2 separate regions of the Mus musculus genome follow, and region 2 is linked to region 1. A link is a contact called in public HiChIP or PLAC-seq data. All regions are on one chromosome and are shown on one strand. The core of a region is the stretch at or near the end of the contact, and the rest is flanking DNA. Distances in the headings are between cores, read along the strand shown.

Evidence for each region. HiChIP or PLAC-seq counts read pairs in DNA pulled down with a chosen protein or histone mark.
Region 2: a CTCF HiChIP or PLAC-seq map of CD8 T cells shows a contact between it and region 1, with 20 read pairs. The contact joins two enhancer-like sites. A contact is called at or near these places in 2 of 15 datasets of contacts at CTCF or cohesin (CD8 T cells and pro-B cells), 13 of 484 Hi-C or Micro-C datasets (the Ba/F3 cell line, CD4 T cells, CD8 T cells and 7 more) and 5 of 115 datasets of contacts at active chromatin or transcription factors (CD8 T cells, regulatory T cells and thymic regulatory T cells).

The regions. Positions count from the first base shown.
Region 1 is chr8:81,493,961-81,500,524 of GRCm38.p6, forward strand. The region is part of intron 2 of Inpp4b (inositol polyphosphate-4-phosphatase, type II); the gene reads left to right. Among named protein-coding and RNA genes, the nearest start is that of Gm51582, 150 kb to the left of the region's middle. Within about 2 kb of position 3,976, at least 25 of the 459 cell types and tissues checked have an H3K27ac peak or open chromatin away from gene starts, as enhancers often do. A contact at or near this core is called in CD8 T cells, Th1 cells, Th2 cells and 2 more, where this site is marked.
Region 2 is chr8:81,608,520-81,615,083 of GRCm38.p6, forward strand. The region is part of intron 2 of Inpp4b (inositol polyphosphate-4-phosphatase, type II); the gene reads left to right. Among named protein-coding and RNA genes, the nearest start is that of Gm51582, 270 kb to the left of the region's middle. Within about 2 kb of position 3,407, at least 10 of the 459 cell types and tissues checked have an H3K27ac peak or open chromatin away from gene starts, as enhancers often do. A contact at or near this core is called in CD8 T cells, Th1 cells, Th2 cells and 2 more, where this site is marked.

The DNA of each region.
Region 1 (6,564 bases), core at 2,726-5,225:
GCTCTGCAGGAGAGAGAGGGCATTCCCTTTGTCTACCAAACTACCCTTCTTTCTATATCTTCCTGGGGTGTACTATCCTTAAAAGCAAAGACAAAAGGAGGGATGCCTGACCCCCTTTTTGAGTTTTGAGAAGTGATTTGGAAATGGCTTTATTTACCTGGTTAGTAGGAAGGGTTTAGCACAGAAATAAAGTTCCCTCAGCTTAGTTGACTCTGTAGACTATATCTTACATTCTCTCAGTGTCCCAGGTCAACATGAAACTTGAATTAAATATAGGGCAACAAAGGTACCAGCTAGAGTGGGCGAAGAAGGTCCAGAGTTTCCACTGTCAAACAGGGTTTTTTGAAGCTCTGTCTTTGAATAAATCTCACATGCTTGCATGATCTTCCCACATTCTCCATCTGACCATCTAAACTGTTTGTCTATTGCCATGAAATACTAGGTTATTCCCAACAGAAGTAGGAGATGATCTCTTTTGAGTCTATTCTGAGCGATCCTGGCCAAGGAGTTTGGATTCAAGTTATACATTATAGTCACTGCTCAAAGGAAAAAAAAAATAAGGCCTTTTTCAAATACTTGCTAAATATAGTAGGTAGACAGATAATAGTAAAGTTTGAGGGAAAAAAAAAGAAAACAGGTGAAGACTAACTAAAACAAGCCTGTGTTTGACTTTCTCCTAACAGGTCTGAGTGACTCTACAATGTATTTTTGGAAGCTATCAGATACCTTAAGACAAACTTTCTCTTTTGTATGCATTCCTTTACCCACTTAGCTCATTATGTCTCTTTGTCTTTCCTTGTTATCACCCCCTCCCATCATACTACAGTGGGCTTACACCTTCTTGTGATTTTTTTTTCTTTTGCCGAGTCCCCACTAGTTTGGATTTCCTAAGGCACCTATTTCAGTAAGCATCTACTTTATTGATATTTTGATTCTGAAAGCTAGAGAAGCTAGAAGGTGCTATTGCTTCCAATCTGAGGCTAGCTACTTTTCTCAATTCCTTGAAAGCCAAGAAGGAGCAGCATTATCTTGCTTTGCAGCTTCAAGACAGAGAAGGCATGGCAGGAGTGGCTGCTGTCCTTGGTGGTAAGGACAACAGGTAGCTTGTGTACATCTTTGCAGACCAGAGGGTATAGGGGCTGGAGCACATAAAGTCCAACCTCCTAGTGAGCTAGTTCTTCTAGCTAGCAATCCTTCCAAAGACCCCACAGTCTCCCAAAATGCACTACTGTGTGGAGATCGAATGTTCAAACACACAAGCCTGTGGGAGATACTTTATGTTCAAACTACAGTCATGGTTCCATGTGTAAGTCATGTGAAAATCATGCTCCCATGTATCAGCTACAAAAGTCCTACTTGCAGTCACTCTGTAGCCATAAAGGATTGGGCTGAATCGATAATTCTTTTGGGAAAATGAGGAGAATATGACTGATTGTTTCAAGGATAGCAAGGTTATGTAAAGATAACAGGCAAGAATGATACTACTGAAAAAGAAAAGAATGATACTACTGGGGCTTCTGTCTAGATCATTTAGCTTGAGCACGGTCTCTGTTGTTCACTGAAAATCAAGGAAAAGAGCTAGCTTCTCGGGGATTATAAATTCAGTCCCTATGTTAATTTAAGGTGCTCTGAGAGAATAGAGAAGAGCTGTCCAACGCAGATCTGTGATCTGGATTAGCAGCTGAGAAGTAGTCACCTTGACTACCAAGGCCCTGTGTAAGTCCACAGGAAATAGATTTATAGTAGGAAATAAATGGTGACATGTGAGATGTGGTGTTTTATGGATAATCAGAAAAAGAAAGGGGCAGTAAACGTGATTGAAAATAGGGATTAGAAAGAAAATTAAGAGAGTATACAGTTTCAGGGAGATAATGGCCTATACTATCCAATGTCTCCAAACTGCCAAATACTATAAGACCAGAGAAATTAATTGGATTTGGTGTTTAGTCTTGCCTTTGGGAAGAAAGGCACTGTTTGAGGGAGATACAGCTGAATTGCTGTGGGTCAAAGAATGAGTAGGCAGTGAAAAGTACAGGGAGAACTGCTGTTTATTTCAAGAGGTTTGGGATAGAAAAGAATAAACTTGTGCAACATCAGGACCAGACACTCAGGGAAGAGTTGCTCTCATCATTTACTAAGGAAAACCAGTCTTCCACATGTTTACTTCTCTGAAAAGAGTGAGCTAAGACTGGTGGAAGATAATGAAGGAGGACTTGTGTTTTAGGACTTCTCAAAAACAAGACACAGGGCTCTGCACATAGTGCTGGTGAAAGTTAACTTTAACTAGTGTCCATGGCAAACACCTGCAGAGAACTGCAACTCTGTATATTCTATGACAATAAGTTCAGAAATTTTCATATGAAGTTTTCTTTTGTCCCATGAATTTAAAGCGGTGACAGATATCATGGTTATACAGGATTTAAATAAAGTATGTATGGAGAGATAGTTTTACTAAATTATATATTATTCCTCTACCATTGTATACACTGCTTGCTATAGAACACAATGTAATTAAAGCTCTCTAAGCAGATGTTCTCTCTTGATTTACTGCTGGAAACTAGCCATCTCTAAGTAGTTTCAGCACAGTATCTATCAATAGAACTCCAAACTCCAGCTCCAGTTATCCATGATGTAACTTTCAATTTCAAGAGTGTCTGCTACCACCCACCCAATATCTGATCATGTTCCTCTCGTCCCCTCCATGTCCTCTTTCCTACTCAGGTCCCTCCCTTTCCCTTCTGCGATTGCTTTCTTCTTCCTCCCAAGTGGGATTGAGGCATCCTCACTTGCGCTCTTTGTCTTGTTAACATTTTTAAGGTATGAAGCTCTGAGGGCCAGCAGAAAGAATGGAAACAGATAACCTCAGGAGAGTGGAGATGGAGAATGTACCAGAGACCTGGGAGGTAGAAGACTTTCAGGACTCAAAGGGAGGGACATTAAAGTGAATGCCCTACAGTGCAGAGAGGGAACTCATAGAGCCCACCTGCAGCAGAGGTTGCCATCCCACAGTCAAAAACTCTGACCCATATTTTTTCCTGCCTGAAAGAACTGCAGGGACAAAAATGAAGAAGAGCCTGAGGTAAAGGAGATCCAGCAACAGGCCCAAATTGAGATCCAGCTCAAGGAGAGGTTCCAAGGCCTGACACTATTATTGAGGCTATGGAGAACTCACAAAAAGTGGCCTATTGTGACCACCCTCTGAAAGACCAAATAAGAAGTTGAAAGAGTCAGATGCAGATATTTGCACCCAACCAGCAGGCAGAAGCTACTGACCCCTGTGGTTGAATTAGGGAAAAGTTGGAAAAAGCTGAGGAGGAGGGTGATCCTGTAGAAGGACCAGCAGTCTCAGCTAACCTGAACCCTTGAGATCTCTCAGACACTGGGCCACCTACCTGGCAGCATATACCTGCTGATATGAGGCCCCTGACACATACACAGCAGAGGACTTACAGGTTTCCACTCAGTCAGAGAAGATGCACCTAACCCTCAAGAGGCTGGAGGCCCCAGGGAGTGGGAAAGTATAGTGGTGTGGGGAGCTGGGGATTGAGGGCATCCTTGTGAAGATGGAATGGGATAGAGAACAGTCAGAGAGTAGACAGGGAAGGGGATGACAGCTAGACTGTAAAAAAGGATTAAATGATTTATTTTTTAAAAAAGAGTGTCTACTGTGCAACAAGTTTCTATGCTTTGTCTCTTCTTGCTTCTTTATCTTGCTGTTTGACTCATCCTGTATTGCGGGTGACACCTTGAGTCCTCTTTGTGATAGACAGAGCTTCCTGTGTTACCCACTCTTACTGAGATATCTTCATTGGTTTTGGGGGTATTACTCTCTTTTTCTCTCAAGATCAGTCATGGCAACTGACTACTGAGTGCCAGGGTTTGCATATGTGTGTTTTCCACATGGCAGTGCTACAGACACTGATGGTTATGCTCAAATTTTGGCACAATGAGTGCTACCAGAACAAACAGAGACTGCGTGGTCCCTGTCATGTCTAGCCAACTCTTCACTACCAGAGTGTTTCCAGTGTTCTCTAAAGCTGTGTGGTTTGGAACAACAGCTTTTTGATCTCTAAGCAGAAAGTCCCTTTCTGTTTCAGTACTCATTACCTCTAATGGATATAAAGAACAGTGGTACACTTTCTTCCATTCTACTGGGGATGAGATAGGCTGCATAAAACTGAACCATTCCATAAGAAATTATATATATATGCATACACACACACACACACACACACACACACACACACACACACACACACACACACATAAACTATAAACCGTAAGCATCAGACCCCACCCATGCTCAATTATTTAATGGCACTCACTGGACTCATTGTGAAAACAGGGGGGGTACATTTTACTTTTGTCTTCCTGAAGCTCTTACCTTAGTCTTAATAATATGTTTAAGAAAAATCTTTTCACCTTTGCTACATACTGACCTCTTAACAGGAAATCTGGCTGATATAGAATCGATGTCCAACCATTTAATGTAACTGAGTGAAAAATTCATTACCTTTGTTCTATGATATTAACTCATCTTTTTAAAAAGAAGAAACTTTTTATTCACTGTGATGGAATTTTGAACACAGAATTATCACTTATGAGAAAGTGTCTCTGTTAGCAAAGATTAATGCTTCAGATAGGATTATTAAATTTTTTCTTGGGTTTAAAGTGACTGTGTCACTTTATGAGGGTTATTTTTTTTGCAGTCACTTCTGACAATATAGGACATCAGAAATATTTCAAAGTTTGTTAGCTAAATTATAGAAATAGGTTCACACATAGAGTAGGAGACAGTGTGCAGGCCACGTACTGTTCTCCCACACGCTCCACTTTAAGCGTGGTCTGATATCTTTTTTGTGTGTAGATGAGGGGTCAGTCCTAGAAGGAGTTAGGAAACCTGTTCTAAACAACACTTCTGTCTTAGTTAAGGTTTCATTGCTCTGAAGAGACACTATGACCAAAGCAACTCTTATAAGGACATTTAATTGGGACTGGCTTACAGTTTTAGAGGTACAGTCCATTATTATAGCAGAAAGCATGGCAGCTTTCAGGCAGACATGGTGCTAGAGGAGCCGAGAGTTCTACATCTTGATCTGAAGGCAGGCAGAAGGAGATTCTCTTCTGCAGGTAGCTAGGAGGAGGCTCTCTTCCATACTGAATGGAACTGAAGCATAGAACCTCAAAACTCACCTCAAAAACTCAGTGATGTACTTCCCCCAACAGGGTCCCATCTACTCCAAGAAGACCATACCTCCTAATAGTATCACTTCGCATGGGCCAAGCATGTTCAACCTTCCACAGCAGCATAGAAGTACTTAAAGTAGACTGAAATATTATCCCTGAGCAAGTTCTTCAAATTCAACTATTTTAGACATATTTGTCTCTGCTCAGCAAAGCTAGATATCAGTATTTCTGTATGAAAATGGCTCCATGGACTGGTATATAATTCAGTGATAATAATGTGTACTTGGTGTGTGATAGTCAGACATTGAATTTAATTTTCAGCAATAAAACAAAACCAGACAAAACCCAAACAAATGAACTTAAACACTCAATCAATACCACAAAGACTACTTTGATGTCATCTAATTTTAGATGGAGCCAGCATCAAGTTCAGGAGTGATCATGGCATTAAATTAAGGGTAACTATTATCAGATTCTAATATTTATTCTCAAATGTTGTAGCTTGGAAATTGAAAGGAAATCCAAATATATGCTATATCTAGAAACTTCTAATTATACATTTAAATAAGTACTTTTATTTGTACAATGTGAAAAATGCTGCTATAAAAAAAAGAAAAAAAATTACATAATTTCAGTTTTGAAATTCATTTTGTTTATTTCTGTAGAAAATAGGCCTAAAATTACTTCCATGTTGAAGGGAAGTAAAATTTAAAAAAAATTGGAGTTGAAACACTATTATGTCTGTTGAGTTACAAGATATTAAATTTCTACTATAATTGAAAACTGGATTTTATATAAAACAAACATTCAGGAAGTAAGAATACAAAAATTATGCATAAAATAGAAATTTTTGGAGGTTGAAGTCAGGGTATATGGAAATGGAAGCTTTTGACGAACAACTTGAAATTTTTTTCTAAGAAATTAGAACAAATCAAAATATTGAAAATTAAAGAAAATTATGATAATATATTAGTGTATGAAACTACAAAATTCTTCTAATTCTTTTAATCATTTATCTAAATTTTAAAGAATAATTTTGCCCAAACTTAGAATTTTTTATTAAAAATAATTACTTTTTTATACAATATGTTCTGATTACTGTTTCCCTTATCTTATCTCCTCCAAGATTCCCCCACCACCCTATCCATACTGTCTTCTTTATTTTTCTCTTTAGAAAACAAATATGCAGAAATAAAAATAAACAAACAAAACAGAATAAAACAAAACAAATATAATATAAAATAAACAAAAAGAGTAAGATATACGTAAAACACACAGACATGTAAAACACACACACACACACACACACACACACACACACACACACACACACACACACCACAGCAGCACAAAATCTGAAACCATAATATATAAGCA
Region 2 (6,564 bases), core at 2,157-4,656, 110 kb after region 1:
CCCTCACAAGTTCTGGGATTAAAGGTGTGTGGTAGATAACCTGGCTTGGGAGAAGTTCTTTTGAAGCTTATTCTCAGAACTGGCACAATTATTACGTCTGCTACTTTCTGTTAGCTAAGGTGAAGTTCAACACCAGTCCATATCTAAAGACTGGAGAAGATTCCATTTCTTGACCAGAGACAAGAACTGTATCATGGTTATTTTTTATAATCTAGTCCCTGTTGTTTATGAATGGAAGTTTGATGTTTCCAATGTAACTACTGACTGGATGCTCATTTACATTATAAGTATACAGTTCTTTTATTGAATCTCCAAACTGTTCCAGTACCAAAGTTTCTTGCTTCTTTCCTGTCTTTCCTATCTGATTTCTCTTCAATTAGCCTCTTCTGGAGTCAGCCTAGCATCTGTTCAAGATGGATGGTGACAGTGATGTGGTCCTTAGTTAACTGTCTGTATTGAGTTAAGTCACATAAGGATGGTCTCAAGCTTGGAAAACTATAGACACCAAATGAAGTGGAGGGCAAGTTGCTAGAAAAAGAGCACAGCACTTCATATATATCCTAGAAATTCACTTTTCTCTTTCATCTTTTTGTCTTAGAAATGTGTTTCCTGTCTCCATTTACTCATGGCACTTGACCCACTTTCTTTTTAAAGTGCCATTCACCTTCCTGCCTGATACCGGACCTTTGTTGAACATTACTTTCTGAAAAGGCTACTTTGCTAATGGCACTGGGTGTGCTCTGATGTAAAGCTCGCATGTTGAGTCTCAATTTCATCAGTAGTGTTGGTACCTCCTTATTCTGATTTCCGTGGTCAGTCTAGGACTTCAAATGCATTGACATTCTTAGTTTTCTCAACGGGTCTTAGAAGGAAATGGAGCAATGCAGAGTAGTTGCAAATAACATGAGAAGTGAAATAGTTTGCAAATCACTAAATAGGCCTTTGGGCTTTCAGGTCTAAGCATTTCCTTTCTTTTTTCCTCCCTTCTTTCTTTGCCTTCACTTCTTCATTTGTTTATTCTCCTTCCTTCCTTTCTTCCTTCCTTTGCCATTTCTTCTGTTCTGTCCCTCTTCCTTTCTTCTTGCTTGTTATTTTCTTTCCCTTATATAACCTCTGATCTTTGCTGTTCTTCCTTAAGGATTTTGAATTAAAGAAAAGCCCAGGACTCCCCTAAACCCTACATTTTTGTTCTCTAAACACAAATAGGATTTTATGTGAGTGTCAGAGCTGGGTATGTCACTCAACAGCAAGATGTCTTCTCAGCTCCAAGGGCACTTTGTTCACCCGACTTTATTGTTCCTGGTCCCTTTGAGCTTGACATCTAATCCTGGCCTTCATCAAGGGAAAAAGAGCTCTACAATTTTCTTTGTGACCTGGCTATTTGGGATGTAAGTGTGTGTTGCAACACTCAATGTGTAAAGCTGTTGCCTGTGATAACAGTCTGCCCAATGAAGAAGTATGAAGAAATAGGATTTGGCTGCCTGTAATGAGAATTTGATGTGACTGGAAATTGAACAGAAGTGTCTTTCTATGGAAGGTACTGAGCCTATGACAATCATTCAGTGGCAGAACTTATTGTTTTTCACATCACTTTCACCTGCAAATCCTTTTAAAACCTCATAAGATGATTCTTATCATTGTATACTCCCTCCCTCCAACACACACACACACACACACACACACACACCCCAGCTCAGTAACTTTTCCCTATGGCCACATAAAGCAAAAAAGATACAGAGACCCCTTACTCTACTCCATAAAGATCTGTCATTTTCCCCCTCTAAGCTAAAGCTCTAATTCTCCTTTGCAGCACAATATAACTGTTTTCTCAGGAAATTTCATTTTTCCTCTCATATGGGAAAATCTTAAGTGAAAAGGGAGGGCGAGAGAAAGAAGAAATTTAGGTATGATACCACAGACTTGAAATGTGCATAGACACTCCTCAAAAAATGTTTTTCAAGTTTTTCATAAAATCTTTTTTTCAGTGTAAACAGACATGAACATTTTAGTCTGTACAGACCTAGAGGAACATGGCTACCAAAGAAATCTTGGTTTAGTATTCTAAGAAATGTTAGAAAAAAGAATTTCTGGCACTACTCATAATTCAGCTTAACAATCTTGAACAAGTTGGGTTGGAAAGATGGCTCACTTCGTAAAGTATTTCAAAATTATAGAAAACCAGACATTGTAGCATTTGCACTTGTAATCCCAGCACTCCTATAACAAGATAACATATGTCGGTAGGAGAGTCTCCAGAAGCTTGTGGGATAGCCATCCTGGTATAGACAGGGAAGACATGAAGGGACCTGTCTCAAGCAAACTGGAAGGCAAGGGGTAACATCAAAGTTATTATCTGACTTCCACTTATTTACACTGTGGCATGTATACACCTGTACACACACACACACACACACACACACACACACACACACACACACATATTTTTAACTTAAAAATGATTGAACACATTTTGAACTTGAACAGAATTTCTCCTTCTGTTTTGTCATATAGGCATTACATCTCTATTGTCAATAATGTCTTAGAACTTTCCTTTCATATAATCTCAAATTTCTTTTATTCACTATAATTTATTCTTTCACAACAAAGAATGTGCCAAGAAAATTGAGTAGAGAATTGTATAATTTTATTTGTTTTTTATTGCACTGGATAGCAAAGAAAGTTCTGATTTTTCAAACATTTTATAAATTATTGTATATGTAAAATATTTGGTAAAGTTTTATCTTACCAAACACCTTTGGGGGGAAATTTGTAATGTGTGTCTGTAAGTTTGAAAATTACTCATTCAGTTACTCAGAATTTCCAAAATTATAATAATGATCTTATCAACTACATCAGCCTTAACTTCTAAAAAAACCAAAGTAACACCTTCAGGTCTTCTAGTCTCAGGAAGTCCACTAAGCACCAGCCGTAGTTTTAATTTCTTTGTTTTCAATTATCTACAGACCACAATTATTAAATGTAAAAATTCTAGTAATAAACAGCTGATGATACAATAATCCCTACTGTATATTGTTTTCACTGCTCTATTTTCTCATTGTGGTTAATCCCCTGTCATTCATAGACATGTGTGCAGGACAAGCAACATTCATATGGTTTGATTAATGTAGTGAATTGATGCATACACTAAGGTCTTAGAGTATGTCTCTGAGGACAAGGAGGTGGTAATTTATCTTGTGTTCCACAGTCAGGGCTTGCGACCTTGTGTCCAAGAGTTCTTATGGCTGCAAAAGAGGGGTCACATCAAAGTTGACCCTCTCTGGGGCTTTTCCAGGGTTGAGGATTAAATCTGGCCAAGCCTTTCATTTATGTAACCACAGTGAGAAAGTCTTACTTGACAAACACATGTTATAAAGTTAGAGAATACTTCTCTTTCCTTCCTGCTGTTTATATGCAATGACATCATGAGATGTAAGAAAATGGGTCACTGGGTGGCTCTGCAGAGTGACATGAACTGAATACCTAACTGAATAGAAGTCAGCTTTATTCTTATTTTAGAAATCATAATATATCAAATCCATCATTACAAATGACATATAACAAATACTGCACAATGGTTCTATGCATATGATAGGGAAGAAGAGCTAGCAGAAGCATGGGAACATTCACAGCTTTCTGTTCTTATTGGTTTTTGTGTGCTTTTGACAGAATGTTCAACATCTGCATGGAGAATTTATTTTAATGCTGGGTCTAGTATTAGTTAATGATAACACTTTCCATAATTAATATATAAGTTTGGTTACTGGTTCACCTGAAAATTGCTATAACTATATAAAATAAATTTATTGCATGTATGGAGTATGTAGAGACATGTGGGTGATGTGTTAGAATTAAATCACAGTGCTGATAAAGACTTAATCATATGATTTCACTGTTTGTAAACTTGTAACCACATGAAAATCTTAAATGTTTCTATGACCAAAACATCTTGGTTATCTCAAGATACTTAAAGCTGGTGCCTGTGTTGATGAGAGGTAGAGGGGTGGTCTTATCAATACTAGGTTTTGGGTCTTTCTATTTCTATGAATTCTATTCTCTTATTCTCTGCAGAGGATTTGAAACTTCACAAAAGTCCTTTTAAGAAACCAAGGGAGCTTTCAAGTTCTGTTCTTGATCCTGTATCCATTCAGATCATCACAGCTGAACCTATATTCAGCCCCAACTTTTATCCATTCTTTAGTTTTTCCTCTCTTCAACTTCTTAAAATATCCTGTCAGCAGCTTACCCTGGAAAGCATCCAGGCTTTCTCCAGCTCTGTCAGCAGTCACGGACACTTTGGGAGATGCTCACCCTTGCACACAGATATTCTAGGCAGTCTTTTTGGAAGCCTTTCTCCGGCTGAGCAGCTGTTTGGAAGTGGAGGTTGCTTGTAGATCAGGGGCCCTGAGGACTAGTTTTGTGTTGTATCAGTTTTTATGCAATAGGAAAAGAGAAAAAAGTCCTCTCTTTGTCTCCTAGTCTTTCCCCTGGGTGTATAAAGAAATATTGTCATTTCCAAGGCATCATCTGGGGTGATAAAAACTGCAATTGATATTCTCCTCTACAATTTGTGCACATCTTTCAGGACCTTTATTTCTCTTCCTGTAACCGCTAAGCTTATTTTTCTGACTCCAAGTGGAAATAAAGCTGTCTCAGGTGATATAACACATTTTCCCAAAATAACATCTCAGTGGGAAATGGCCACATGCATATCTAGGCTTTTCTTTTTTTCAAACTGATCTTACCTTGGACTGAACTAATTGCCTTCCTTTTTATGTCCAGTGTCTGTTCTTCTGGGTGAGTCTGTTTTGATCACCTGCATGGGCTTTCTGCAACTGTACAAGTTTTAGACTCATCCTCTATCCCTGTCTCCCATCTCTTTTATATCGACTCAAACATTAAGTTCTTTTTCTTTTCCCCAAATTGTTTTGAACTATTGATCTCCTCTTCATTCAAGTGACACATTCCATGTCCTCATTTTACAAATAATAATCCCACTGAAATACAGCTTTGATTCCATCTGGAGCAAGGAGCCTAGCAGTGAGATGCCCTAGTTATAGAGAGGTGACCCAGAAAACAAGGACAGGATGTACCTGAACCAAAGACATTTCTAGATCAGATTAGAGTGGAACAAGAAGAATAATCTTTGTCCCTCTTGGAAATTACACCCTTTTCTACTTATAGATGAGTGGACAAAACGTTCCTCTAGCCAGCTGAAGATCTGGTTGCTGATGGTGTCTTGTCTTTCAATTGTGAGGTGGCAAAGTGTCAAGGTTTCTTTTCTATACTCTATTAGTTTCTTTTCTTAATTCAGATAAAGAACTTAAGGAAGAAAGGTGATATTTTTGATTCACAATTAGATGACACGGTCCACGGTGACAGGTGACACATGATCAGGAAAGTATTTTGGTGCTGGGTGCAATATCTGTGGCAGCAGGCATATGAGGCACTTGGTTGCATCACATCCTTACAAGAAGTGCAGAGAGAATGCACTCCTTTCATTTTTCTCTTCTCTTTGTGTACGATTGTATTGTATAGTGTGGAGACACCACACTACAGTCCAGGGAAAAGAGGTGTCTTCCACCTCAGTCAAAATTCCCTACAAACATCTTCATAGAAGTACTTGAAAATTGATCTCCTAGGTGATTCCAAATTCTGCCAAATTGACAATCAAAATTTTACTAACATCAAGCTAGAGAGCCAGTGGCTCAGTGGACAAGAGTACATTTGTTCCTGAAAAGGACCCAAGTTCAGTCCTGAGCACCCATGTCAAATGATTCATAATTGTGTGTGACTCTTGCTCTAGGGGATCTGATGCCCCCTTCTGGTCCCATGGCACCTGTACTCATATTTGTAAACACCCCAACCCCATTCCAGGCATACATACATAATCAAAATTAAAAATAAATCTTAAGATTAACCATCAACTTTATCCAACAATTTACAGAGCAATAACAACCTGTTCTACACTAACGTCTTTATATCCTCATTAGCCACCAAAAGCTAAATACTTTTCATTGTTGCTGAATAAGAAATGTTTGTGATTACATGTGTGTGGGCATACAAATGTACATATGCTGCTTGTAGGCAGAACATGGGAACACTTTTAAGTTTTATTCCACTACTCTTAAAATCCTTACCCAACTGAAGTTGGCCTTGGAGTCTATATAAATGAGCTGTAAAATACTAGTTTACAGCTGTTCAGTGTCTAATAAATATAGAGACAGACTGCGCTGTTCTCAGACTTTGCAGACTCCCCCTCCAGAACATCTTTGGGTGAACCCCTCCTCTTCAAGCCACAGCTGCTGTCTTTACAAGCATGCTTGCACCTGGGCTGCTGAAGTAGCTCCCTAAGCATGATACCCTTGCCAGCACTTTGTCAGCCCCCTGTTCCTCTTTCACAGTGTGCCAGAGCATGCTGGGGGATTCCTTTCCTGTAAGGATGTAGGCATCATCTGCAGGCTGAACTCCTAACCCATTCGCCACCTATTGTCTTTAGCTTGAGATGAAGCCATTCTGTTGCTTGCTATTTGGATCCTGAATGTATTTTACCTCGAATCATTCTCA